Linked DNA regions of Mus musculus: regions 1, 3, 4, 5 and 6 are each linked to region 2. The links are chromatin contacts, called in public HiChIP or PLAC-seq and promoter capture Hi-C maps. All regions are on one chromosome and are shown on one strand. Each heading gives the region's core, a stretch centred on a gene start, on an enhancer-like site or on the middle of the called end of the contact. The rest is flanking DNA. Distances are from core to core; before and after follow the strand shown.

Region 1 (4,073 bases), core at 805-3,304, 1.0 Mb after region 2:
AGAGCAGCCTTTCGATGAGTTATTATATTATTATTATTATATCATCACTGAAAATCTATAGACCAGGCTGGCCTTGAACTGCCTGCCTCTGCCTCCCAAGTGCTGGGACTAAAGGTGTATACCTATACCACACCACACCCAGATTATTATTATTATTATTATTATTATTATTATTATTATTATTATTTATTGAAACAGGCTCTCCCTATGCAGCCCTAGCTAGCCTAGAACTTGCTGTGTAGACCAAGTTGGCTTAAAACTCACAGAGGTACACCTGTTTCTGCCTCCTAAATGCTGGGATTAAAGGCATGCACCACCATACCCAGCAAAGTTTGTTTTTTTTTGTTTGTTTTCTTGCTTGCTTTTGTGTGTGCTAGCTTCTCCATATGTGCACCACATCTGTGGAATGCCCAGGGAAGCTAGAAGAGGGTGTCAGATCCCCCTGGAACCGGAGTTACAGGTAGGTGTGGGAACTGAACTTAGGTCTCCTGCAAGAACAGCGAACAGTCTTGACTATGGAGCTGTCTCTCCAGTCCCCTTGGTGAGGATATTCAAGATGAAACTTTCAAGCCACTAAGATCACTCGGTAGATAAACGCACTTGCCATCAAGCCAGACAATGTAAATCCAACTCACAGGACCTAGACGGTAGATGGAGAGAAGTGACTCCTTTAAGCTGTCCTCTGATCGCCACGTGAGCCCTGTGTCACACCCTCCCCTCATCAATAATTACTAAGTAAAATAAAAGCGTAAACAAAAGGATCAGTAAGAGTAATTGTTAAAAAACAAAAAAAGGTGAAAGTTGGAAAGAGAAGTCTTAAGCAGAAGGAAGTCTGGTGTGAGCGACTGTGATGTTCTACACTGAGGCTGTCAAGGGCAGAATGGGAAAACCCGTGGAACCCTCCTACCCAACTAATTAGCCCAACCAGCTTGAAAAGGTCACACGAAGTCTGACTCCTCTCAATGGGTATGTCTGAAAACACCTCCCTAGGCACGGTGACTTCTGACATACAATGAGAGCGCTGGCTCGAGTATAAGACACATCTGTCAGTGTTGTGAATGGCTGGCTGCCCAAGCACCAGTAACTACCTCACTGTATGTGGTCATACTCTGGCCGGGTTAGTCCACAGGCTCAAGCTGGACTTCAGGTGTGTTGTGACCCTACTGGCTTCATCCACCTCTGGGTCTTGAAAAATGTCTGGCGGAGGTGTCCTTCAGCCCATGGTTCTTTTCCCCAGGTACTATGAGGGGAAGCGGGGAACTCTTCCGAGTGGAGAGGTCTCACTGACAGGCTCTGTCTTGAGATCAAAAAGGTGACTTGAGGAGCTGGAGAGATGGCTCAGTGGTTAAGAGCCCTGGCTGCTCTTCCAGAGGTCCTGAATTCTATTCCCAGCAACCACATGGTGGCTCACAACTATCTATAATGGGATCTGATGCCCTCTTCTGGTGTGTCTGAAGACAGCGACAGTGTACTCACATTAAAAAAAAAAAAAAAATCTCAAAAATTAAAAAAAAGAGAGTTCTTCAGCACTCGGGAGGCAGAGGGAGGCGGATTTCTGAGTTCGAGGCCAGCTTGGTCTACAAAGTGAGTTCCAGGACAGCCAGGGCTGTATAGAGAAACCTTGACTCGAAAAACCAAAAAAAAAAAAAAAAGAGAGAGAGAGAGAGAGTTCTTTTTTAAAAAAGTGACTTGAACTATTTGTTCCAATGATACCTACTAGGAGGTCCTGAGGACAAAGTGAACCTAAACTGAAATTTGGGCTGTCCCAGAACAGCCACATGGAGACCTCTGTGCACCAAAGCCACAGGCGCCCTAGGCCAGAAGAGGCAGTAAGTGGGAAGAAAAGAGTAGGCTCTGGTTCACCTGAAAGACTGGGAGGTGCACAGAGGAGCCCAGAGGGAAGAATCCAAGTAGGGAGACGAGGTTCTGCAACGACGTGGGGGTCGGGCAGAAAGCTCGCCCAGAGAGAGAGGACGCACACAGAGGCCAGCCACGCAGGACTGGGCGGAGGGGCGGCGTCGCGGGGGGCGGGCACGGGGCGGGGCGGCGCTGTCAGTGCAGGCAGCGAGCGGAATGCAGCGGCCGGAGGCCTGGCCACGTCCGCACCCGGGGGAGGGGGCCTCAGCCGCCCAAGCCGGGGGCGCAGCGCCGCCCACCCGAGCCACGGAACAGCGGGTAGGGAGCACGGAGTGTGGGGTCCAGGGGCAGCAGGATCGGTGGTCGGGGGCAACTGATTTACCTCGGGCTTCTAAGCTGGGAACTTTGTGCCACCACTGCCCAGCCCCGGAGAGGGAGCCCGGGCCCAGGAAGGGGAGAAAAAGTTTGTCCTGGAGCGCACGGGCGAGGAGGCCTTGCCTGAGTGGAGTGTCGCAGGAGGGGCTGAAGTTCTGGGGAACTCGCCGCAGTTATAACCGACTTGGGTGGCCGGGATGGAAGCGAGATTCTGGCGGGACGAGGGAGGAGTGGGAGTGGCGAGGTGGTCTGGTTGGGTTCCCTTGCTCCAGAATGATGGCCGCGCGCATCTGGAACTGGGGGTCAGCTGGACATAAGGAGGCTCGTCGCCGCTGTTCCCCGGGCCTAGGTTCTGTGATACACTCCGACTCGGGCTCTGGAGCAGTCAGTGCATGACAGAACTTGGGCCCGGTAGGACCTTCTGCACCCAGCGGACTCAGCGCCCACTCCTCGGACCTGCAGTGAAACATCTGTCTGGGAGTGGAGTGGGCACCGGAAATGGTCCATGTGGCACGGGGTTGGGCTGGAACCAGCTATGGGTTGGGGATTAGCTGGCTCCATAGAGCCCTGACTCGGTGTCCACTTTGAGTCAGGGGTTCCTTTCCCTTGTCACTTTCAGGAACCTTCTCTCTACACCATCAAGGCTGTCTTCATCTTAGATAATGACGGGCGAAGGCTGCTGGCCAAGGTAACCCCTCCCCGCTGGAACCTCGAAGACAGTGCCATATGTCCAAGACAAGCGGTCCCCACCCAGCCCTTTTAACTCCACCTATAGGAGAAACTCTGCATTTTGGGTGGCAGAACAGCCCAGCTTAGATTCTCTAGAGGTCACTTTGTCCACACTATGCTTTATCAGTCTAACAGCGAGGGGCTGGGTGCGTGAGTGGGGATCCCTTCGGTTTCTTTCTCATGTTCCCTGGCGAGTCTTCTCCTTGTCCTTGTCCTGGCCAGCTGCATCCTTGGCGTGGGACGCTCCACCAAAGGGATCAGTGGATAGTTGAGCCTGCGTCCTAGGGATCTGAGTTCCTAATCCGAGTAGACAAAGTCGCCTATGTGTATTTCAGCTAGGTAAACACGAAGGACTTAGCATAATAATGTAGTAGAATCAGGTGCGATTGGGGAGACCATCTAGTCTCCCTCTTTCACTTCACAGATGTAGACAATGAAGTCTAGTGACGCTAAGTAAGTTGCCTAAGGTCACAGGGTTAGTCTCACGATTGCCACCAGGACTCAGGATTTAGATGTGAGGCTCAGGTAGTTTTCCTCGAACTCCCATTCAGTTATCCGGTATCCATTCTACATGGCCTGGGTGAGATGAGCTAAAACTACATTTAAAGCTAAGTTTCAGGGTAGATCAGATGGCTCAGTGGGTAAGGCTGCCAAGCAGCCTGACAGCTTGAGTTGGGTCCTGAGTTCACATAGTTGAAAGAGGAGCAAATTCCTCAGGTTGTCCTCTGACCTCTATTCTTGTCCCTCTACAAAACACACACACACTAAATAAATAAATAAATAAATAAATAAATAAATAAATAAATGTTAAAAAAAAGAAAAAGAAAAGACTATAGAAAGGAAGAAAAATGCCCTAAAATTCTGCTACCTTGAAGGCCAGGCAATGGTGCTTGCTTTGAATTCCAGCATTCGGGAGACAGAGGCAGGTGAATCTCTGTGAGTTTGAGGCCAGCCTGGGATACATAATAAGACCTGTTTCAAAAACAAATGCAAAAACTCAATAGTAAATAAATAAATAAATAAATAAACAAACAAGGGCTGGCGAGATGGCTCAGCTGGTAAGAGCACTGACTGCTCTTCCAAAGGTCCTGAGTTCAAATCCCAAAAAACAC
Region 2 (3,995 bases), core at 1,033-3,532:
ACTACGTCAGAGGTAGGGCAGCTGTCTAGCATGCCCTCCAACACTGATACACTTATTTCACAGAGTTGGAGGCACGGCACGGGGGATCATCCCCATGATGGAGCTAGAAGGTAGACCAGGGCAGGAAAAACTCGAGATCATTAGTGGGGGCCAAAAGTCATCTACCAGCACTCTCTGACTGTATCAGTGAATTTGGAAAGGAGGCTGAAATTTTGCAAGAGAATCAGATTTTTTTTTCTTCCAAGACAGGGATTAGCTCTGACTATCCTGGAACTCACTCAGACTAACCTTGATCCACTTACCTCTGCCTCCCAAGTGCTGAGATTAAAGGTGAGTGCCACCACCAGAGCCAGCAAAAAACAAACATCTAAGGCCTAGAGGTGTCAGTGTCCAGATTAAATCCTGGGGTCTGGGTCACAGTGTTGAGTAAAACAGACATGGATCGATCGGGTGGTGGTGGCCCAATTCTTTAACTTCAAAACTGGGGAGGCAGAGGCAGGCTGATTTCGGAGTTCAAAGCCAGCCTCATCTACAGAGCGAGGTCTTAGACAGCCAGAGCTCCACAGAGAAACCCTGCCCTTTTGGAAGACAACAACAAAGGCAAACATGGTCTCTGCCCTCAATTTACTTAAAAAAGAGTAAAAGTGACAAGGGAGAGGCGCAGTATGAGGTCATGGGTAAGCAAACTGGGTTGGAACTCCAACGCTACGGTTCATCAACTGGATAGCCCAAGCAAGCTGGGTTAGCTCTTCCCAGTTCGATTTCTTCAGAGCCTCAGTGGCATCATTTTGGAAGGAGAACAAGGATGGGAGCATGGATCCAGACATTCAAATCTTTCCAGCCATCTACCCACTCCCCTCAAGTACACCTAGGGCTGGTTTAAGAAAGGGCATAGTGGCACACATGCCTTTAATCCCAGCGCTCAGAAGGTAGAGGCAGGAACTCGGGAGTAGACCGTCATTCTGGACTATACAGCAAGGCCCATTACTAGCCTGGGCGACAGGAAACTGTCTCAAAGGGGGGGGGGGTCTGGGGGGCATTGGAGGGCCGAGAACAGATACAACACAGATGATGAAGGCTGTGTGAGCCTGTCTTTGAGAAGGGTGTGGAGATGAAACTGCTTCTTTAAGAGGAGGGATTGCAGGGTGTGGGGACTCGGGCCTTTAATCCATCAAATTGGACATGGAAGCAGGAGATTTAGGAGCTCAGGGTCGGGCCTAGAATAGGTAGCAACAAATTATAAGAGACCCACCCTCCCACCCCGACTCAAGATAAAAGGCCCAGGGCCTGAGCACCGCTAGGTAGAGCTAGGTAGAATAAACACCGGTAGCCCTTGGACTTCAGGAAAGAGGTGAAGGGGCGCTGGCGTGTTAGAGAGGGAGCAGGGGCAATGGAGACGTCGCCCTCAAAGATTTGGGCGGGTGGTCCATCGTATCGGCAACTTTTCTGCCAATCTGCCTTCTGCTGGTGGAAGCACGGAGCTCTGGTATTCAAAGCTAGAGGATGATAGGAGAGTTGAAGGTAGACCCAGGCCAGGGTGCACCTCCTCACCCACAGATCCTGTTCTGTGACTGAAGTGAGGTGTCCTTGTGTTCGAACTCTTGGACAAGTCTTTTCTCCTGGGTTCGTCGCACCGGTTCAGAAAGTGCAGGTTTCACCTCCTCTCTTTTAATCGTAATCTAGTGTTCTGAGGGGTGGGAAGGAAGGGAAAGCTCGCCAGAGAGGAAGAGCGGGAACTTGGGAGAAAGCGGGTTTTATTTGCACCACAGTGCTCAAGTGTCGGTTCTCCAACTCCGAGTTTAGGCGGTGCTGGATTGGGAGAGCTTTTCCATCGGCAAGCCCGAGTACCCGGTAATTTGGGGACAGGGTTCCGAGGACTCGGCAGGATGCCGCGACTCCTCCCGGAAGGGCAGAGGGCGAGCTCGGAGCACATGGAGGGAGGGCTGCTTGGCGGGCCGGTCACCCGGCTGTCCCGCGACAAGGAGGGAAGCCGGGCGGTGGAAGGGCTGCCTGCAGAGTCCTGGCGCCGAGCCCAGCAGGAGGCGGGCAGTGTGACACTGACTCACGCACGTGCCCACGCGCACGCAGAGGGTGCCCCGCACCCACGCTCCTCGGACGGGACGCGCCACGCTCCACCCGTCCCGCCCGCCCAGTCTCACGGCCGCTCGCGCGGCCTCCGGGACAGCCCGGAGGCGTGGCTCCCGGGCAGCCCGCCCCTTTGATGTGCGCCGGCGCCACGGTGATTGGCTGGGCGCTTGTGACGTGCGGGGACTGCGGTGGGCCCGGGTGCTGCGGCTGCCGCAGCGCCCGCCGCGGCTCGGGCTCTGGCTCCCCGGCATTTAAAGGGGACGCGGCGGCGGCCCCGAGGATGGGGGGCAGGTGGAAGGGACGGAGCAGAAGCACATCATCCACAGTCCCTCGGGGCTGGAGGGATTCGTGAGCCGGAGCTCAGAAATCCGGGGGTGGATAAGACCGCGTACCCCCCAAATCCCGTAAGCACCCCTTGCTCCATCCTGTCCCTAAATCCCTTAAGTAGCCCCCTTCCCACTACTTCCACTCCAAACTCAGCTGGGACAGACAGCGTGACCGCTGCTGCCCCGCATGAGTCTTGGGCTCCGGGAGGACCGCGATCTAAATGTTGGGGTGGGGGCTGTGTGTAGTTTGAGTGTGTTTCATGTGCTTGGTGGTGGGGTAGTCCCAGGGGCAGAGAACTGAACCCCCTCCTTTCCCAGGTTAATGGTACCCAGTGTCCCTTCATCTCCGGGGACTGTCATAGCTCCCCGCCACCCACAAGTCCTTCCTTCTCCCCGAGCTACGCACCCCCCGCCCGCATTAGAGCGAAGCGCCCGCCAGCTGGGGGTGTGCCAGAGTGCCTGCTTTCCAGTCACCTCTAAAAATATCTCTCCTGCTACCCCACCGGCAGCTGCCATCTCCCTGCCCCTACCCAGTAAGAATCACCTCTGCTTGTCCACCCCAGGCAGGGGACCCCAGAGGTGACGCCTAGTCCCAGATTCCTCACTGGCACCGGGGCGCAGACTAGCTAGGACAGGGAACATACAGAGCCTCCGGAGTTCAGGTAATTTCTTCAAGAGGCAGTAGAGATCCCTGAGTTTTAATCCTATTTCTGATGCTGTGTGATGTAAGCTGGACCTCTCTGCACCCCCTCCCTTGCCCATTACGGGTTAATGAACAAGAAAGGAGTTTGTGAAGTTGCGAGTGTTGGGGGCAGGAATCCTAGCTTAATTGTCAGATCTAATTTCTAGTGATGGGCATACTTATTCTTGAAGCAGAGAGGGCTTGACAGTTTTTAAGTGCTCACCCCCACTCTCAGTCTGCATGTTTCTTGTGGAAAACTCCCCAAACTTTCCTATGGGCTCTACCCTCTCCCCCATTAGGAGAATTTCAAGCTTAGACTTAAGTTAGTGCACACACACACACACACACACACACACCCCTACCCCGACTTCCCACAGATCTAACCTAAAAGTATTTGTATCAAAGGAGCAGGCAGGGGCTGTGATAGGGAATCAGGGCTGCAAACATTGATCTTAGATGAGACTAGAAAAGGACTTCCCTCAGCCCCCAAAAGTTTGCCTCCTGGCTGCTCTAGCATGTGGGAGAAACTCAAAGGTCCTGTCCTGTTCTCCACGGGGACTCTGGTGGTCACACAGAATTTTTTGTTGCTTTGTTTTTCTAGACAGGGTTTCTCTGTGTAGTACCGGCTGTCCTGGAACTCACTCTGTAGACCAAGCTGACCTCTAACTTAGTTTCACCTGCCTCTGCCTCTGCCTCTCTGCCTCTGCCTCTGCCTCTGCCTCTGCCTCTGCCTCTGCCTCTGCCTCTGCCTCTGCCTCTCTGCCTCTCTGCCTCTCTGCCTCTCTGCCTCTCTGCCTCTCTGCCTCTGCCTCTCTGCTTCTGCCTCTGCCTCTCTGCCTCTGCCTCTGCCTCTGCCTCTGCCTCTGCCTCTGCCTCTGCCTCTGCCTCTGCCTCTGCCT
Region 3 (3,855 bases), core at 1,115-3,614, 1.0 Mb after region 2:
TGTGAGGTCAGGTAAGTATCCACGTCCACCCGAACCCCAATCAGACTCAGCAGGATGGTGAACTGGAGAAGTCCTTCCGTTAAATATTTCTTCAGAGAAAGCATTGCTGAAGGACCAGAATATTTATGCTTTTTTGTTTTTAAATCTTCCACAAGACAAATCAAGGCCACTGCTCTGCCACTTCAGCCAGCAGGCTACCCTCCTCAGTGCCAGACCCTGGACCCCACCCTGGCACAACACAAGGGCTGAGCTCCCTGACGGCCCCAGACGACAGCACACCCCGTGGAGCGAAAGCCACATTCACTTTTCCCTTTTTGACACCTCACCTCGCAAAGTTGAGCCGTTCGATCGTTCCTAACACAGTCCAGGCGCTCAGGGCCCTCAACTTACTTCACCACAGCCCATACACAGTCACTTTCGGATTCACATTAGTTGTCCTCTATGGAGATCCACTGCAGGCTGCTCACACCAACAGCTGATGGAGTCTTTCTTTCCTCCTTTTTTTTTTCCCCCCCTTCTCCTTCCTAAGGTTTATTTTCTTTGGCTGGAGCTACAGGTCTTTGTCTTGGGTCAGAGTGTCCCGCCTCCTCTGCACTTACCAGGGGGGTTTCCAGAGAACCCTGAAATGGGAATCACAGAACAACAAGATAAGATTCCACACTCTTCACTTCATGGTCAGGGTAAGAAGCTCGGGCAGAGAGTAGGAAACACGTGTAAAGGTTACTTTTACACGGAAAAGCCAAGCCAAACCTGCTGTGCCAACTATGAAAGGAAAAGGAAGGAAAGAAGCACCCTAAATACTAAATATTAAATCTGCCACACTTCCTAAAAGGTCTTATTTGAAGCAGACTGTGCGTGCAAGGCATTCAAAACTTTCTTACACTTTGTCTCATTTACCAACACTCTTAATAGAACACATTACCCAGTTTCTAATTTTAGCACAAGAAGTCCATTTCCTATCCTTAAAAAAATTTGGTTTCCCATGTCATTGTCCTTTCCAACTCTAAAGAGAAGACAGAGATTATTACTGAGAGACTGTGAAAAAATACATGAAAATGTTCAGGCCTCCATTTCATATGCCTTTTTGTTATTCCAACTTTTGAAATCTCATTTCCCCTTTCCTATCATTCTTTCATTCGTTAATTAATTAATTTATTTTTTTAAATAAAAGACCAGCCTAATAGCACAGGCCACTCAGAACGTTGAAACGTTAAGATCAGGGGTTTAAGACCAGCCTGGTTTCAATAGTAAAATAAAAGAATGTCCAGGACAAGGATACAGATCACGGGTGCCTGGTTAGAGGCCCTAGGTCCAATCCCCAGTATGGCAAAATAAAAGAACAGGGTAGGGTACAGGAGGACAGTGGAAGATTGTGGAGCCGTGCTCCACCTGGAATTTGAATTCACAGGTTTTAGCTTTATTCACATGACCTTCTGAGCCAAAGCAGAAGGATATGGCCAAGTTCTCGATCTCACTTGCCAAGTGGGGAGAAGGTAAATTTGCCTTCCCATTTCTGATTTCTACTTTTGAGCTTCCATTAAATTCCTAAACTCCTCTACTGTGGCCCACTATCAACTTCGCTCTAAAGGTGAAGTGGGAGCGACACGTAGGAGACACACACACCCACGAATACCCTCATTCGGTTGAGTAAACATCCCTGCTTTTGAAACCCGCCCGTCCTCGCGCAATTTACTACTAAAACTTCCCAAGAGCCACTTAAAGTTTGAGAGAGCAGACAAAGTTCTTCAAAGCCCACAAGGCCAAAGAGAGAGCGCTCCGGCCCCAGTCCGGTCCCACCCTGCCGTACCCGAGTCTGGATGAGACCAAGCTGCCATGCCCACTCTCGCCGACGCGCCTCCAAGCTTTCTGGGACACGGAGCGACAAGTGCTACTTTGCTGGCCTTGACCCACCCTTAAAAGCGAGCCTCACCCCGCCCTCCGTTCCCCAGGCCCCACCCCGCTCGCGAGCCCAGCCTCACCACGCCCTCCCATGCCCTCGGCCCTTCTCAGTCCAGCCCACCCAGGAACACGCTTTCTGGTCGGCCCCGCGTTTCTTTCCGGCCGTGTCCAGGGCCCGAGCCCGATCAAGACCCCTCTCGGCCTCCCGGGTCCCGCCTCCTGCTCCTCAACCACATCTCGCCGCCCCTTATCCCACAAGCTTTCGGCCCTGTTGCACCGCGGCTATCTCGTTGGGGAAGGGAATTAGAGCAGGTACCCGCTGCTGAGGTCACAGTCTGTCGCTGCCGCCACAGCAGGCCCTCAGCCCAAGTCCCGGCCTCGCCACCGCCGCCGTCGCCGCCACCTCCGGCCGGCCTGGAGCGCCCAGCCTCGGCTTCCCTCCCCGCCCCCTCCTTCCACTGCACTCGGAAACCCGCCCGCCACGGCCACCCCAGAAACAGTTGGTCCAATCAGATAGCCGGGACTAGAGTCGTCACCGGATGTCACTTTGATTGACAGCAAAGAAAACCCAATAGTCGAGTTTGTGTCTGCCCACTCGGCACAGTCCTCCCGAGACTGACGTGGAGAGAAGTCCAATGAGTGTGCAGGCCCGCCCCCCGGTATGGACCCACCAATGAGTGAGGCGAAGGCCCTAGTGTCCGGCATTCTGAACCTCTCCGCTGCGGGTTGGAGGTGGGCGGTGTTGTAAGTTAGGTGATTCTAGCTCATTGTGTGCCTAGGAATGCGGTCCTTTAAGGCAGATAATGGAGCATTGACGCCGGAGCCCGAGATTCCGTCCTTGAGGGTCCCCACGGTGACTTGTAAAAGTCCAGTGAGATCCGAGGGGGGGGCCGAGGCGGAGTACGGAGCATGTGGCTCTGATGGTCGCGACGTTCGTGTCGCCATCTTGAGTCCTGGCAACGGAAACCGGTACCCCCTGTCTGCCTTAGAGCCTGGTGTAACCTGTTCGTCAGGCAGGAAGGGTGGCATCTTGTAGCCCAGGCAACAGTCAGGTCGTGGAAACTGCGGGGCAGACGAGGGCCTTAGAGAAATGTTGGTAGTGTGATAGATAGGACATAGTAACTCGTTTTTGCCATCAAAGAAACACCGGGAAGAGCCCCTCCCCTTCCTCTAACCTCGCACACAGCTTAGTTTTTGCTTTTCAGGAACGTTCCATCGTTGCCAGAGTTCCCCATACAACTATAGTACCAAAACATTTTTTGTGACTCAAATATAAGTGTGCTCTCAACATCATTTATTAGATTCCAAATTACAAAGCCTTTGTGAGATTCTTGTTCAGTGACCCTGTGGTAGGGGCCTGATAACGTTCCCTATAAGTAATTCTGATACAGCTGGTCCGAAGACCACATGTAGGAAATCATTGTATTGAAGTTTGTACTGTGTAGCTGTGGGACAGAGGTGAGATGCCAACTGAGTTCTTGTCTCCTTTTAAGAGGCCATAATCTAGTTGACAGTTCATTATTCGCTGTCCTTGTGCAATTAAGGACAAGGCCAACTGATAATGCAGCAGATAAGTTCACTTCACGCTGTGCTAGGAGAGTTAGCACCAATATGGAGGGGTTCTCAGAATGTAAAGTACGTTTCACAGATATAATATGCACCAAGAATTCAACTGATTCTTACAAAAATTATTAAGCTACCACATACCTTTTTAAATGGAAACAAATTATTTTGAGCTAGTTAACACTTTCAAAGACTGTTTTTACTTCATCGTTTTTTAGTGTGTCCCAATAAATTACTAGAATACAAAATTTATGAAAACTAGACATTTGTGTATTAATTGTTGGGTCTTCAAAACAACAGGCATAGTGTCCCATGCCTTTAATCCTGGCACTCTTGGAATCTTTGTGAACTCAAGGGCATTCTCATGTACGAAGAGTTCAAGATCAGCCAGGG
Region 4 (3,736 bases), core at 607-3,106, 1.1 Mb after region 2:
GGTTTACTGGGGCTCAGAGAAGGCTGGCTTTAATAGCGGAACTAAAGATATAATAATGTTGAGAGCACTTCCTAATCTCCATCTGGACCCACCCACACAGAGGCCCCAGGCTGTGTGTACCTGGTGCAGGTAGCCACACACATAGCATTGGCTTCTCCTATGTCCGGACACTGAACAGCCTCGTCAAACCAGGAAGCAAACTGCTTCATGGGATCCAGAGAGGTCAGATGAGTCTCCTCGAATGCCTAGAAAGAGAGGTTGATGTCAGCGAATGAACAATGTTTACTCTGTGCCTGGCAATGGGCTGAGATGTTTTTCAAATGTAAATGCATTTAGCCATCATAATGATGACCATGAGAGAAAGAAAAAAACACCAACCAAACAAAACACTACTCAGGAAGTAGGTTCTATGTCCATTTACAGATGGTGAAACAGGCATAAAACGGCCCAGTAAGTCCCTGAGTCTCCTAAGGAGGAAGGGATGAACCAGGGCTGGAGTGTGCTGAAGTTCCTGTGGGTCACCTCATTCTTTTTCATGAAGTAGTTCTAAGGTTTCACAAGAGCCTACATCTCAGTCAAGCACTCCTGCAGATGTTCACGGATAAGCACACTTGGCCACTGTAGCTCTGGATCCCAATCCCAGAACTGATCTCTTGGTCCCTGACCTGAGTGGGGAGAAGATCATGATGAGGGAGGTTAAAACGAAGAGCTTCCAGGTTAGCCTTGAACTCACTGTGTAGCCGGACCCTGAACTCTGGATCCACTGTGCCTAGTTCATTTGGTGCCAAAGGTGGAACCCAGAACCCTCATACACACCAGGCAAGACTCCACAACACTCAGCTACAAGCCCAGCTTCCGCTCCTTTATAAATTTATATCACGTTTATGACTGTTTTAAGCATTTTACAAATGCCTAAATATAGACTGGTAAAGACATCTACCACGAAACCTGACAACCTGAGTTCATTCCTGGTGACCTACGACATGGTGGGAAAAAAAAAAAAACAAAAACAAAAACCAAAAAACTCCTGAAAGTTGTCGCCTGTCATACATGTATAAACACATGTACACTCTAAATGTATAAAAATGTAAAAAATGAGAAAACCCCCAAACCCACAGCATCCTTGTGAAGTAGGTATCACCACTTTACAGGTGGATAAACTGAGGCCCAAAGAGCATAAATTGTCCACAGCGAGACAGTCAGAAAAGGGCTGGGTTCCAACACAGGTGGGTTCTGATGTCAAGGGGTCTATGAGTACACGTTAATCCACGGTTCCCCTGAGGCCCTCCCCAGTAGCTGTCTCTGAAACCCTCTTCTCCCATCAGGGTGACCCCTAAATCCCGTTGCCTTGTAAGTGGCCCCTGAAAGCACAAGGCGCTCCTCCAACCCTTTGCTAATTTAGGGACACCCCCTTTCCGTGTCCCGGCGGCAGCGGCAGCACCTCTCGATCCCCGCGGTAACTCTTGCGCATTGGTCCCAGGTCCATGACTGCACCCCGACAGCACAGGTGACGGAGGTAGCCCGTCCACTTCGCAGGTCTCCTGAACGTCACAGTGACGCTCAGCAGCCCGCACGTCATGTAAGCAGTCGGCCACGTGACCCAGCGTCGCCTGGCCCTGGGTTCGGAACCAATTGCTCAGCCTGTGTGTCTAGCCTGGGAAGGAAGAATTTACTAGAGCCCCAGACAAGCTAGTAAGTCCTAAGTTCTCGGAACCAAGGTGCCTAGGATCAACCAATAGCTGTCCAGGACCAGAGCAGGGATCCATACCTGGAGAGCTTATTGGTTTGAGTTACCTGGAGCGAGACCAATTAGAGCGGGAATGAAGGAACCCAGCAGCCAATGGGCAGCGCCTCCAGGGGCGGGAGCAGAGAGACAAGGAAATGCTGTCACCGCCGTTTAAGAAGCACGTGGAGGTTTGTTAAAGGTATAGGGACAGCAGCCAAGGCGAGGGCGGGGCGAAGTCTCGGGGCTGGAGAGGAGAGGTCCGCAGTAAGTGGCCGGCCAGTGGCGGGCTACTGAAGAAGAACGTAGGGCAGGGATCCCCTCCTGGCGCAGCGGAGGTTGGAAGACTGGGCAAGAAAACATGGTTTGGGGGCCGGACTCGGAAGCAAAGGTGTTAGGGACACAGGGAGAGACTGAGGGAGAAGATTGTGGCTTGAGAGTAAGGAGAGACTGAAACTGCCTTGTAAACCGCAGGGCAGGTGCTGAGGGTCGTGGTGGTGGGCTGATACTCTGGGGACTGGGGAAGCACTCTGGGGTCAGGAAGGAGACTCTGAGGCGAGAAGGGAGTCAGCTGAATAGAAAGAAGACAGAAATTGGAATCAGGCTACCCCAGAGCAGAATGGTCTTCCCTTCTAACTTGTAACCCTTTCCTAAGGGTTGGGCTGGGCTCAGGGCATCCTATACCCAATGCAGTGGAGTTACTACTAGCCACTGCTCTAACAGATGGAAGGGCTGTCCCTTTCCTAAACCTCTTTCAACTTGGTTATTTCCTCCTTTTCATATTTCTTCTTGTTGTTGTTGCTGTTTTTATTTCTTTGTTGTTCCTTTCTAGGTAGTGGGAGGCATAGTTTTTGGCAATAGCCAGCCAAGGATACAGGGAACAGGTGCGGCGCCTGCACGCTGACTTCACGTGGTGGATGTCTGGCTGAGAGAGAAGTAGGAAATCCTCACAACGCTTCTTCCAGCTTTGATCTGCCTGGGGCAGCCCGTGGTGGAAGATGACTCTGTAGCCCTGGTGTCTACCAGTATCCGGAGTGGGAGCCCCAAGAGCCATGTAGACAGGCACCCAGCACTGTGCCAGGTAAGAGACCTTCTTGGCCTGCCTTGGTGTCTGCAGTGGGAACTCATTATCCTCTGTCTACAGCTTGAGCCAGCGCAATCTGCTGCACAGAAGCAAGAGGAAGGAAGCTTGCTGAGAAAAGTGGTGCATGCCTGCCGGTTGTCTCAGCACTTAGACTAAGGCCAGCCTTGGCTACATAGTAAACGTGAGGCTAGCCTAGAATTTTTGGTGCATTGTCGTTTTCTCCCATGAGCAGGATGGGGAGAGTCGTCTGGCTCTTGCAGTGGACTGTAGTAGTTAGTCATCAGCATCCCTTATAAGGTCCACTCTCTTTTTCTATTCCCGGGGCTGCTCTTTCTTTGGAGCAAGAGCTTCCTAGGTACTGAGACTTCCAAGACAGGATCATGAGCTGGGTGTGGCGCCACACAGCTGGGACTCCAGCCCTTGGGAGGCAGAGGGAAAGGATCATGGGATTAATACCAGCTGCACAGCCTTAAAAAGGAAAAACAAACAAACAAACAAAAAAACGAAAAACCAACCAACCAACCAAAACAAAACAAAACAAAAAAACCTCCAAAACCAAAAAACAAAACCACACAACAACCATGAGATGTGTATTTATATAGCCTATCCATTCAATAAACATTTACCAGAGACTGCCTTTAGGCTAGGCATTGAGCCAGGTCTTACAGTACCAAAGTGAAGGCCATAGCATGATTCCTGGCCACACTGGCAGGTCTGTGAGCCAGAGAGAGTCGCAGGTGGTTAGCATGGTCCTGTTAGGCAAAGGAAAACTGAACCGAAGGGGGCCAATCAGTGCAGAAAGGCTTCCTTGTGGGAGCCGACTGGAGATGGTCGGTCTTAAACATTTTTTTATCTTATATAAATGAGTACACTGTCGCTGTCTTCAGACACAGCAGAAGAGGGTATTGGATCCCTGTTACAAACGGTTG
Region 5 (3,902 bases), core at 698-3,197, 1.2 Mb after region 2:
AAAGGCAAAGAGCTTCGTGTAACCCTGGGTGGCCTCAGACTTTCTGTGTAGCGGTGGGGAATGAGCTTGAACTTCAGATCTTCCTGCCACGACCTCTTGAGGGCCAGGATTATACCACAGCCAGGTTATTGTGGTTGTTAGCGTGTGTTAGTTAGGTTATGTGGTTGTGTCCAGTGAGCTATATCCCCAGTGGAAATTCATTTCTAACAAGGCAAGCTCTCAGGCGATGCCAAGCAAGACTATGCATGGTATGAGTGCTGGAGAGAGGGCTCAGAGGCTGAGAGCATCACTGGCTGCTCTTCCAGAGGTCCTGAGTTCAATTCTCAGCAACCACATGGTGGCTCATAACTATCTTTGATGGGATCTAGTGCCCTCTTCTGACATGGAGGCTGGAATGAATTGTACACATAATAAAAAAAAAGAATGTTAAAAAAAAAAAAAGAAGCCGGGCATGGTGGTGCATGCCTTTAATCCCAGCACTCGGGAGGCAGAGGCAGGCGGATTTCTGAGTTCGAGGCCAGCCTGGTCTACAAAGTGAGTTCCAGGACAGCCAGGGATACACAGAGAAACCCTGTCTCGGAAAAAAAACAAAAACAAAAAACAACCAAAGAAAAAAAAAAGAAAGAAAAGAAAGAAAAGAAAAAAAGAACATGGTATGAGGAATTGCACACTTGCAGAATGTAGCTGTAAATAAGGTTGGTTAATGCTATTTGGATTTTACTCTGGCTGTAGTAGGTTGTTGAGGAAGTTTCTACCAGGGAGTAATTAGATTTATCATTTATAACAATCAATGGTGTAACAGCAGTATGGGAAGGCCAGACTGGGAACTGGGCGGAGAATTTTGAAGTTTGCTAAGAGGTGAGGTAGTGACCTCCAAGGCAGCTGAGGATGTATGAAAAAAATCGTCTTCAAGAAGTAAAAACCGCTGGGTGGTGGTGGCGCACGCCTTTAATCCCAGCACTTGTGAGGCATTGGCAGGTGGATTACTGATTTCCAGGACAGCCTGGTCTACAGAGTGAGTTCCAGGACAGCCAGGGCTACACAGAGAAACCCTGTCCCGAAAAAAACAAAACAAAACAAAACAAAAAAAAAAGTAAAAAAACCAACCGGAAAGTAATACTGATTAGTAAGTGGAGTAAGTAAGGAGAGAAAGTTTCAAAGTCAGTACAGCTCAGCAACCTGGACGTCACTGTTCCCGCCTTCTATCACCCCTTTCTCTCCTGTCCACTCACATCTTTTCTGACAGGTCTTCATCTCCAGGGAAGGTCAGGTTCCGCTTGGTGATAAGGGCTTCAGTAATGTGGACACCTTCCTCGGTTCTCTGGGCAGCTTTCTTAGCTGGGGAAAGATGAGCCTTTTGTCGCCTTGGGTTCATTTTTTTTTTTTTTTTTTTTTTTTTTTGGAAACCCGACCGACCTCACTGTTGCCCAACTGTTCTGTCAACTCACCTTCCTGCTCGTCTCCTGGCATGATCTAAAATAAACAGCGGCTGCTTGAGGCAGGTAGATGGACGAAGGCGAGCAGAGAAGCTTAGACGGTTGGGCTGGTTGAACCCAGGTTGGAGGGAAGACTGAGGAGACAAGGGCAGGGGGTTCTGAGAATTATTGGGGGTGCGGTGGAAAATAGGAGTAAATGGGAACGAAGGATCTGGAGTTAGAGGTGTGTAGCGTGGCTTTACTGGCCTTAAACTGAAAGGACCAGAAGGAATAGAAAGAACCGTTCCTTGAGGTCTCGCGTCGTTGCTAGGAGACTGGACGCCAGGTCTGACGGAACGGGGGGAGGGGGGGAAGAGGAGAAAGAGGCCCAGCTCCACGCATGCGCATAGCGGCCCTATCAGGCGCCACGCCCACTATTTCCGGGCCCGGGTTTTTGTTTTTTTTTTTTTTTTTTTTTTTTTTTTACTGCTGCCCCACAATCCTTAGCTACTTCCGTCTCCGCGCAGCGCGCATGGGAACTTCCTGTAGCGATGGCTGCGGCGGTGGCCGGGATCCTCCGTGGAGGTCTCCCGCCCCGGGCGGGTAAGGAGTGGCCCAGGGCCTCCCTGCACGCAGGATGGCGCTCTCTAGCCCTCGCCACCCTCCTTTCCTTCTGACCTTTCCCGTAATCTCTGACCGTCGACAGCTCTAGGAGACCCTGCCACTAGCCGGATCTCTGATTTGACTGGGTCATTACCTGCCGGTGACATCCCTTCCACAGCCCCTCCCCCCAAGCCGGGAATCACAGGACCTCGCTTTGGATTTTTCTAACCCTTCGCTCAGTTCTTACTCCTGGTCCCGGAGAGTCCTTTCCAGAAAATTTATGTATTCCTTCTTAAGGTCTTAGCCCAAACACAGATTCAAGTCTTCTCTCAACTACCCTCTCTCCATAAAGAGCAGGTTCTTTGGTGAAATTTACTTTTATCAATTCAGTCTAGTTTTGTTTATGCACGTGTCTCGTCTGATCTGTTAAACTTCACTGTGTCCATCTCAGCTGTGGTGTCTGCTGTTAATAGGCATCAGGCATTTAATGGGTAAATTTGACACCATACTGTAGGATTGTACTCATTGCTTCAAAGCAAAGGCACCTTGGGAGGAAGGCATTATTTTTATTTTTTAAAGAAGTATTTACTTTCTGTAAGTGAGTACACTGTTGCTGTCTTCAGACACATCAGAAGAGGGCATCAAATCTCATTACAGATGGTTGTGAGCCACCATGCGGTTGCTGGGAATTGAACTCGGGACCTCTGGAAGAGCAGTCAGTGCTCTTAACCGCTGAGCCATCTCTCCAGCCCCATCTCATCCCAAAGGCACTCGTAACAGCTCTTGTGGCCCTTAACCATAAAACCTCTCACCCTGGCAATCCTCTATATTACCTGGAGTCTTCTAGCTGATCTTTTCCCTACAAAACGACGCTATTGGTCTTTATGTTAGGGTTGAAAGAGTCACGTTGGCTCAGAGCTTTGAAGAATGTCCTTGGGTGCAGAGGGGACCTTCCAAGCTTTTCCTATTATCATCATTTTGTGCTATTGGGCACAAAAAGGTCAGAAGGCAGCTTGCGTGCCTCTTTTTCTTTTCTCCATCATAGGGGGATTCCAAGGGTTGTGTTTAGGTTGTCAGAGTTGGTGGGAAGTGCATTTATTGCACTGGATTAGTCGTCTCGCAGGCCTTAGTTTTGCAGTTTGAGTCAGGGTCTCATTAGTGAGGCTGATCTTGAACTCGGATTTCAGGTATTCACCATCTGACCTGAAGAAAGACTCCTTTGGGCGAATTGTGAGGTTGTTGTGTTTTTACCCCCTACTTGCTTCAAGTCATAGGAGCCTCAGAGCCGTGGGATGAAGCCATCATTAGCACGGGAAGAGTTTATTAAAATACAACTTTTTGGACCCCACCACCGAGTTTCAAATTTTATAGGTTTAGGGCAGGCAGGAAAGTATGTGCACTCCCACACAAAGCAGATGTTGGTGTCTTGATGGAGGTCTTTGTGCTTCAAGAACTGCTGCTTTGAGTGAGGACTGGCATGGTTGGTCATGGTGGTGTTCTTTCATTTGCTCTGTTTTTCTTGCTTGCTAGGGATGGAACCTCGGGCTGGGCAGGTAGACCAGTTCTGTACCTCTGAGTTGCAGTCCCAGCCCGGATGACTGTTTTATGAATAGTTTTACTGGAGCACGGTCTCTTTGCTTTACATATTGTTTGTGGCTGCACTGGTTTCTGGTTGGTTAGTTGATTTTTTATGTCTTAGTACCCCCAGCCAGCCTGAGCCTGGAACTGAGAGATGCCTCTATCGCCGAAGCCCTACGAGTGAAGATGTGCACTGCCATGCCCAGCTTGTTTCTTCATTTTAAAGAATACTATCCCACAGTGTAGCACTGACTGGCATAGAACTCAATGTGTAGACTACTCTGGCCTTAAACGTGGGGCAGCCCT
Region 6 (4,102 bases), core at 293-2,792, 1.5 Mb before region 2:
AAATGCTCCTAACTGTTGGCTTATCTCTCTAGCCCGATATAATTCTTTTAAGGAAAGAAAATTTAACAAACAAAAAACCATGAATTTTGGAGCGCACCTAATTTAATGTCATTGCTGCTGTTTGACTTTGTTTGTTACCACTCTGAGGATGAAACCCTGTGCCTTGTTTGGGTAAGTACTCTTTCACTAAGCCAAATCACCAGCCTGCTACAATCTTTTTAAATTGCCTTTAAAAAAAAAAAGACTGCTATTTCTTGTCCCTCAGACTGTGTTAAAGACTGAGTTTCAATGCCATTCCCATCAGCCTCAGATGGAGCACTATGTTGGATCCGAGAATTAAATTTTAAACTGTGGAAACAAATCCAAGTGTAGGCTCAAGCCGCGTTCCAATTTGCCACCGGGGTCAATTTAAGTGTTTAGTCAGTTGATATTCATCACTCCTGGTGTGCAGTGTGTACTGTGTGAATTACTGTATCATAATAAACAGACGTTGCTTTTTCTTAAGCAGTAACAAGACAAATGCATGCTGTGTGCCCTGGGCAACCCCGAAGAATGGAAATAAAGACGCTATACCTAAAAGTACCCCTTCCTGTTTCATCTTGGCTTTGTTCAGGCCCTCCTCTCTGCCTCCCCAGGGTGTTTTCCTTAATCTTTTCACCCCATCTGCAAAGTTCTCACCAGTGCCACATCAGGGATCTCTCCAAGGCACCTGAGCTCAGCAAAACAATATTTTCTGCTTGTCCCATTGGGTAGTAGAACAGTGCCAACCAAGGCTCTGAGCCTCATTAACTAGATTAGGCATGGAGTACTGCACACGGCTGTTTATGAACACACCATAGCTCTACCCTCAGTGCCTGGAATCAGGACTAGGATGACAAAGAGCTCCCCCCGCCCGCCCGCCCCCGCCCCGCCCCGCCCTCCGTCTTTCCTTAGATGACTTTCAGAATAATTAATTATAATTTATAAGCTATAACGAGTTGCATTTTATAAACTAGAATCAATGTTAATCTTCATGAAAGCCAAGTTGGAAGAATTTCTGTCTAAAACCGATAAAGGGTAAAATAAAAACAGTAACAGCTGAAATAAATATTCTAGCTGAATGGTCCCAAGCACTGACAAAAATAAGAAAGAACAGTGTCATCTATCTCTGCAAATAATGGGCATATTATAGTAGGATCCTTTTCAGCCCATTTCCCGTCCTGCTGGGTAAAAATTGGCTCAGATGGAAAAAAAAAAAAAAAAAAAAGAGCTAACTAATCTTGGGGGAGTGGGGGTGGAAACCCACCAATTATTTTTAATGCCTGCTAAACAGCCTGCTCCTGAGGATAAGGCTTTTCTGGCTCTCAAACGACAATGTCGGATCCCTCCGCCTCGCAACTATTCCTGTGTCTGTCCTCCTCGCTGGAAGCTGCCGGGTGGGAGCTCTAAAAATAGCCCATGAATCACAGCAGATAATCCAGTGCGGTGGTTACATAAACAGCCGGCCGGGGCGGCGGGGCCGCGGGTGGGAACGAAAAGTATCTAGGTCAATGTTGTCACACCGAATAGGGTCCCCCGGAGCCGGCCTTCGGAGGCGCGGTGGGGGAGGAGGCCTGGGCCTGCGGGGCCGCGAGCAGCCAGGGAGCTGTCGGTGGGCGGGCGGGCGCACGAGGCCCTGGGCCGGGCGCGGGCGGAGGCGCGAGCGGGGCGGGCGAGCCCGGCGCTCCCTCCCCATGGCCGGGAGCCGGCCGCGGAGGCGGCGGCGGCGCTGACAGGCTCGGGGCGGGGCGGCCCGGGGCCCGGGGCCCTGGGGAAGATGAGCGCCCTCCTAGAGCAGAAGGAGCAGCAGGAGAGGCTGCGGGAGGCGGCGGCCTTGGGGGACATTCGGGAGGTGCAGAAACTGGTGGAGAGCGGGGTGGATGTGAACTCGCAAAATGAGGTCAACGGCTGGTAAGTGGCGAGCGGGGGAGGCCCAGGGTTCAGGGCTGCGAGCTCGGGGCGTGGAGCAGTCAGCCGTGACCCAGGACGCAGGCGAAGGTGACGCCTGGTGCCCCAGGCCTCTCAGGTCGTGGCCCTTTCGAGACTGGCCCCGATCTCCCATTGCCTGGTGCAGTCAGGAGCGCATCCTCCCCAAACCATACCTTCTTCTGTGGTTGACCGCGGCCAGCGCCCTCCGGGACACTGGAGCCCACCCACGCCACCCCCCCCCCGCGCGCCCCCTGGCTCTAACTTGGCCCAAATGGTGATGCATAGAGGCTTTGATTCTCGGCGACTCTGCTCTGGATTTCATCAAGCTTGAATTAGTTTGCCATGGGCGCTTCTGAAGAACACTTCGTGCAGAGATGAAAGCATAAGCAACGAAGCAAATGCCAATCTTAAAAAACCAGCACGGTTTCTTTAGCCAAGACCAGGAGAAAAGGAACAACTACAAAACCCTCGCCACTTGCATAATAATTCTGCCTCAGTTGTTTTAATGCCACAGTGATTGGCTGTTGCCTACAGCTGCCTGTTGAGGGGAGACTCATTTGTCTGCCCTGTAGAGTGTTTTGTTTGCTTAGTACAATTTCCAATTAGAGAAATTTACCCAAGGCTTTACAAGTCGGCTAGCAGATCTGCCTCCTTCCCAATACAGAGTCTGTCTCATTTTAAGATATGAACAAATCTTTAGTTTCTTTCTTTTTTTTTTTTTTTTGGTTTTCGAGACAGGGTTTCTCTGTATAGCCCTGGCTGTCCTGGAACTCACTTTGTAGACCAGGCTGGCCTCGAACTTAGAAATTCGCCTGCCTCTGCCTCCCAAGTGCTGGGATTAAAGGCGTGAGCCACCACGCCCGGCTAAATCTTTAGTTTCGAGTTACTGAATGTGGTATTTCTTTCTACCCTTTTTTGACATTTTACAATTAATTTTTTTTAATTCAGGTAATGCTTATCTAGCCTCTTTTGCCAGTTTAAAGTTAAATTTGAATTTTAAACCCCCCAGTAAATCGAGCCATACATTTTGGAATGGAAAGGGCACTGGAGATCATTTGAATTCCAGAGAGTGTCTTGCCCTGATTGCACAATTGTCAATATGATAACAGAGTCAGAAATGAGATTTCCTAATTTCCTAAGAAAGCTGTCTGACTCCTTTCCCTAAAGAAACTAGCCTGGATAGCTGTCCACAGCCTGGAGACAGTGGACACTAATTTCTAGTCTTTTTTTTTTTTTTTTTGAAGCATTTGTAGTCAAAACACTTGTAGCTGTGTTTGCCTTGCCATGGCGTCCAAGAGCTGTGAATTCCTGTTTTGGCACTGGGAGGCGGTGTTTTACAGAACAATGAGCCTGGTCTTGCTGCAGGTTCTGCCTGCCTAGCTGTGTGGTCTTGCCTGAGTTACTTTGTTTTCCAGGTCTTTCAGAAGTGTTGTTAGTATTTATTGAGATGAAAAATAGCTACCAAGTATTGAACTTGCTCTATGGCACAGATGTGGTTCTAAACACTTAACCTATCTCAGGGTAATCAGGAGATATTGTTATTTTTCTCCATCTTAAAGATGAAGAAACTGAGACCCCAGGAAAATTAAGTAAACCATTCAGTTTTTAAAAATGCTCCTAAATTACTAAATTTGGGATTTAGTGGGTCTACATGACTGTTAGAGCTGAAAAAGGAATCTGACATCTGAGTCCCTCAGCACAGTGCCTGCCATGTGCTAGATATACAGTGTATATCAGGTGAGTTTGAGGTGACATGATGAGGCTTCCTATAGATTTAATTCCAGCTCCAATCTATTCAATCCAAGAGTGAATTCCTAGATTCCCTTTATCCTGCCTTATGCTCTTGGCCTAATGCTTTCAGCTCTTCGCATCCTGCCCTCTTATATGAACCAAACCACAAAGCTTGGCACTGTCCTTGGTCCCTGTCTTTCCTTCACATCCACGTACCGTCATCCAGTTCTGCTGCCTCTATGTTCAGATAGAATCTGACTACCTCTCACAAGCTCTACACTGTGATACAAAGCCAGCCAGCTCCACTTGTGATGCAGGATAGTTCCAGAGTCTTCCTACTAGCATCCTTACTAGTCTACTTGCCTTACCCTGACTTGGAACAGTTGGATCACCTCACTCAAAGTCCTCTAGTGGCTCCCATGTT

What was found. Promoter capture Hi-C pulls out the DNA fragments that hold promoters and counts their contacts. HiChIP or PLAC-seq counts read pairs in DNA pulled down with a chosen protein or histone mark.
Region 1: an H3K4me3 HiChIP or PLAC-seq map of embryonic forebrain shows a contact between it and region 2, with 5 times the contacts expected there. The contact joins the promoter of Copz2 here to the promoter of Phospho1 in region 2. A contact is called at or near these places in 4 of 39 promoter capture datasets (hippocampal neurons, liver and pre-B cells), 4 of 115 datasets of contacts at active chromatin or transcription factors (embryonic forebrain, embryonic hindbrain, neural tube and 1 more) and 2 of 9 other capture datasets (adipose tissue and pancreatic islet).
Region 3: a contact with region 2 is called in an H3K4me3 HiChIP or PLAC-seq map of embryonic forebrain, with 5 times the contacts expected there. The contact joins the promoter of Nfe2l1 here to the promoter of Phospho1 in region 2. A contact is called at or near these places in 7 of 39 promoter capture datasets (the 3T3-L1 cell line, the C10 cell line, the HPC-7 cell line and 3 more), 6 of 115 datasets of contacts at active chromatin or transcription factors (bone marrow-derived dendritic cells, bone marrow-derived macrophages, embryonic forebrain and 3 more) and 1 of 9 other capture datasets (adipose tissue).
Region 4: a promoter capture Hi-C map of liver shows a contact between it and region 2, with 5 times the contacts expected there. The contact joins the promoter of D030028A08Rik here to the promoter of Phospho1 in region 2. A contact is called at or near these places in 3 of 39 promoter capture datasets (hippocampal neurons and liver) and 1 of 9 other capture datasets (liver).
Region 5: a contact with region 2 is called in a promoter capture Hi-C map of liver, with 2.9 times the contacts expected there. The contact joins the promoter of Mrpl10 here to the promoter of Phospho1 in region 2. A contact is called at or near these places in 3 of 39 promoter capture datasets (the C10 cell line, hippocampal neurons and liver).
Region 6: a contact with region 2 is called in a promoter capture Hi-C map of liver, with 5 times the contacts expected there. The contact joins the promoter of Ankrd40 here to the promoter of Phospho1 in region 2. A contact is called at or near these places in 4 of 39 promoter capture datasets (the C10 cell line, hippocampal neurons, liver and 1 more).

What each region holds. Positions count from the first base shown.
Region 1 is chr11:96,847,822-96,851,894 of GRCm38.p6, forward strand. Copz2 (coatomer protein complex, subunit zeta 2) reads left to right here and starts at 2,055. Exons shown (of 9, transcript NM_019877.2): 1 at 2,055-2,175; 2 at 2,852-2,920. The coding sequence starts at 2,074. Mir152 (microRNA 152) reads left to right here and starts at 2,572; the gene lies at 2,572-2,644.
Region 2 is chr11:95,822,218-95,826,212 of GRCm38.p6, forward strand. It overlaps Phospho1 (phosphatase, orphan 1), which reads left to right and starts at 2,283. Exons shown (of 3, transcript NM_153104.3): 1 at 2,283-2,492. Gm38958 (predicted gene, 38958) reads right to left here and starts at 2,194. Exons shown (of 1, transcript NR_164195.1): 1 at 1,738-2,194.
Region 3 is chr11:96,827,604-96,831,458 of GRCm38.p6, forward strand. It overlaps Nfe2l1 (nuclear factor, erythroid derived 2,-like 1), which reads right to left and starts at 2,365. Exons shown (of 5, transcript NM_008686.3): 1 at 2,216-2,365; 2 at 1-620. The coding sequence starts at 104.
Region 4 is chr11:96,942,290-96,946,025 of GRCm38.p6, forward strand. It overlaps D030028A08Rik (RIKEN cDNA D030028A08 gene), which reads left to right and starts at 1,857. Exons shown (of 6, transcript NR_003293.3): 1 at 1,857-1,925; 2 at 2,556-2,804. Pnpo (pyridoxine 5'-phosphate oxidase) reads right to left here and starts at 1,730. Exons shown (of 7, transcript NM_134021.2): 1 at 1,442-1,730; 2 at 121-245. The coding sequence starts at 1,579.
Region 5 is chr11:97,039,635-97,043,536 of GRCm38.p6, forward strand. It overlaps Mrpl10 (mitochondrial ribosomal protein L10), which reads left to right and starts at 1,948. Exons shown (of 5, transcript NM_026154.3): 1 at 1,948-2,018. The coding sequence starts at 1,967. It overlaps Lrrc46 (leucine rich repeat containing 46), which reads right to left and starts at 1,735. Exons shown (of 8, transcript NM_027026.2): 1 at 1,449-1,735; 2 at 1,233-1,338. The coding sequence starts at 1,470.
Region 6 is chr11:94,326,459-94,330,560 of GRCm38.p6, forward strand. Ankrd40 (ankyrin repeat domain 40) reads left to right here and starts at 1,543. Exons shown (of 5, transcript NM_027799.2): 1 at 1,543-1,929. The coding sequence starts at 1,796.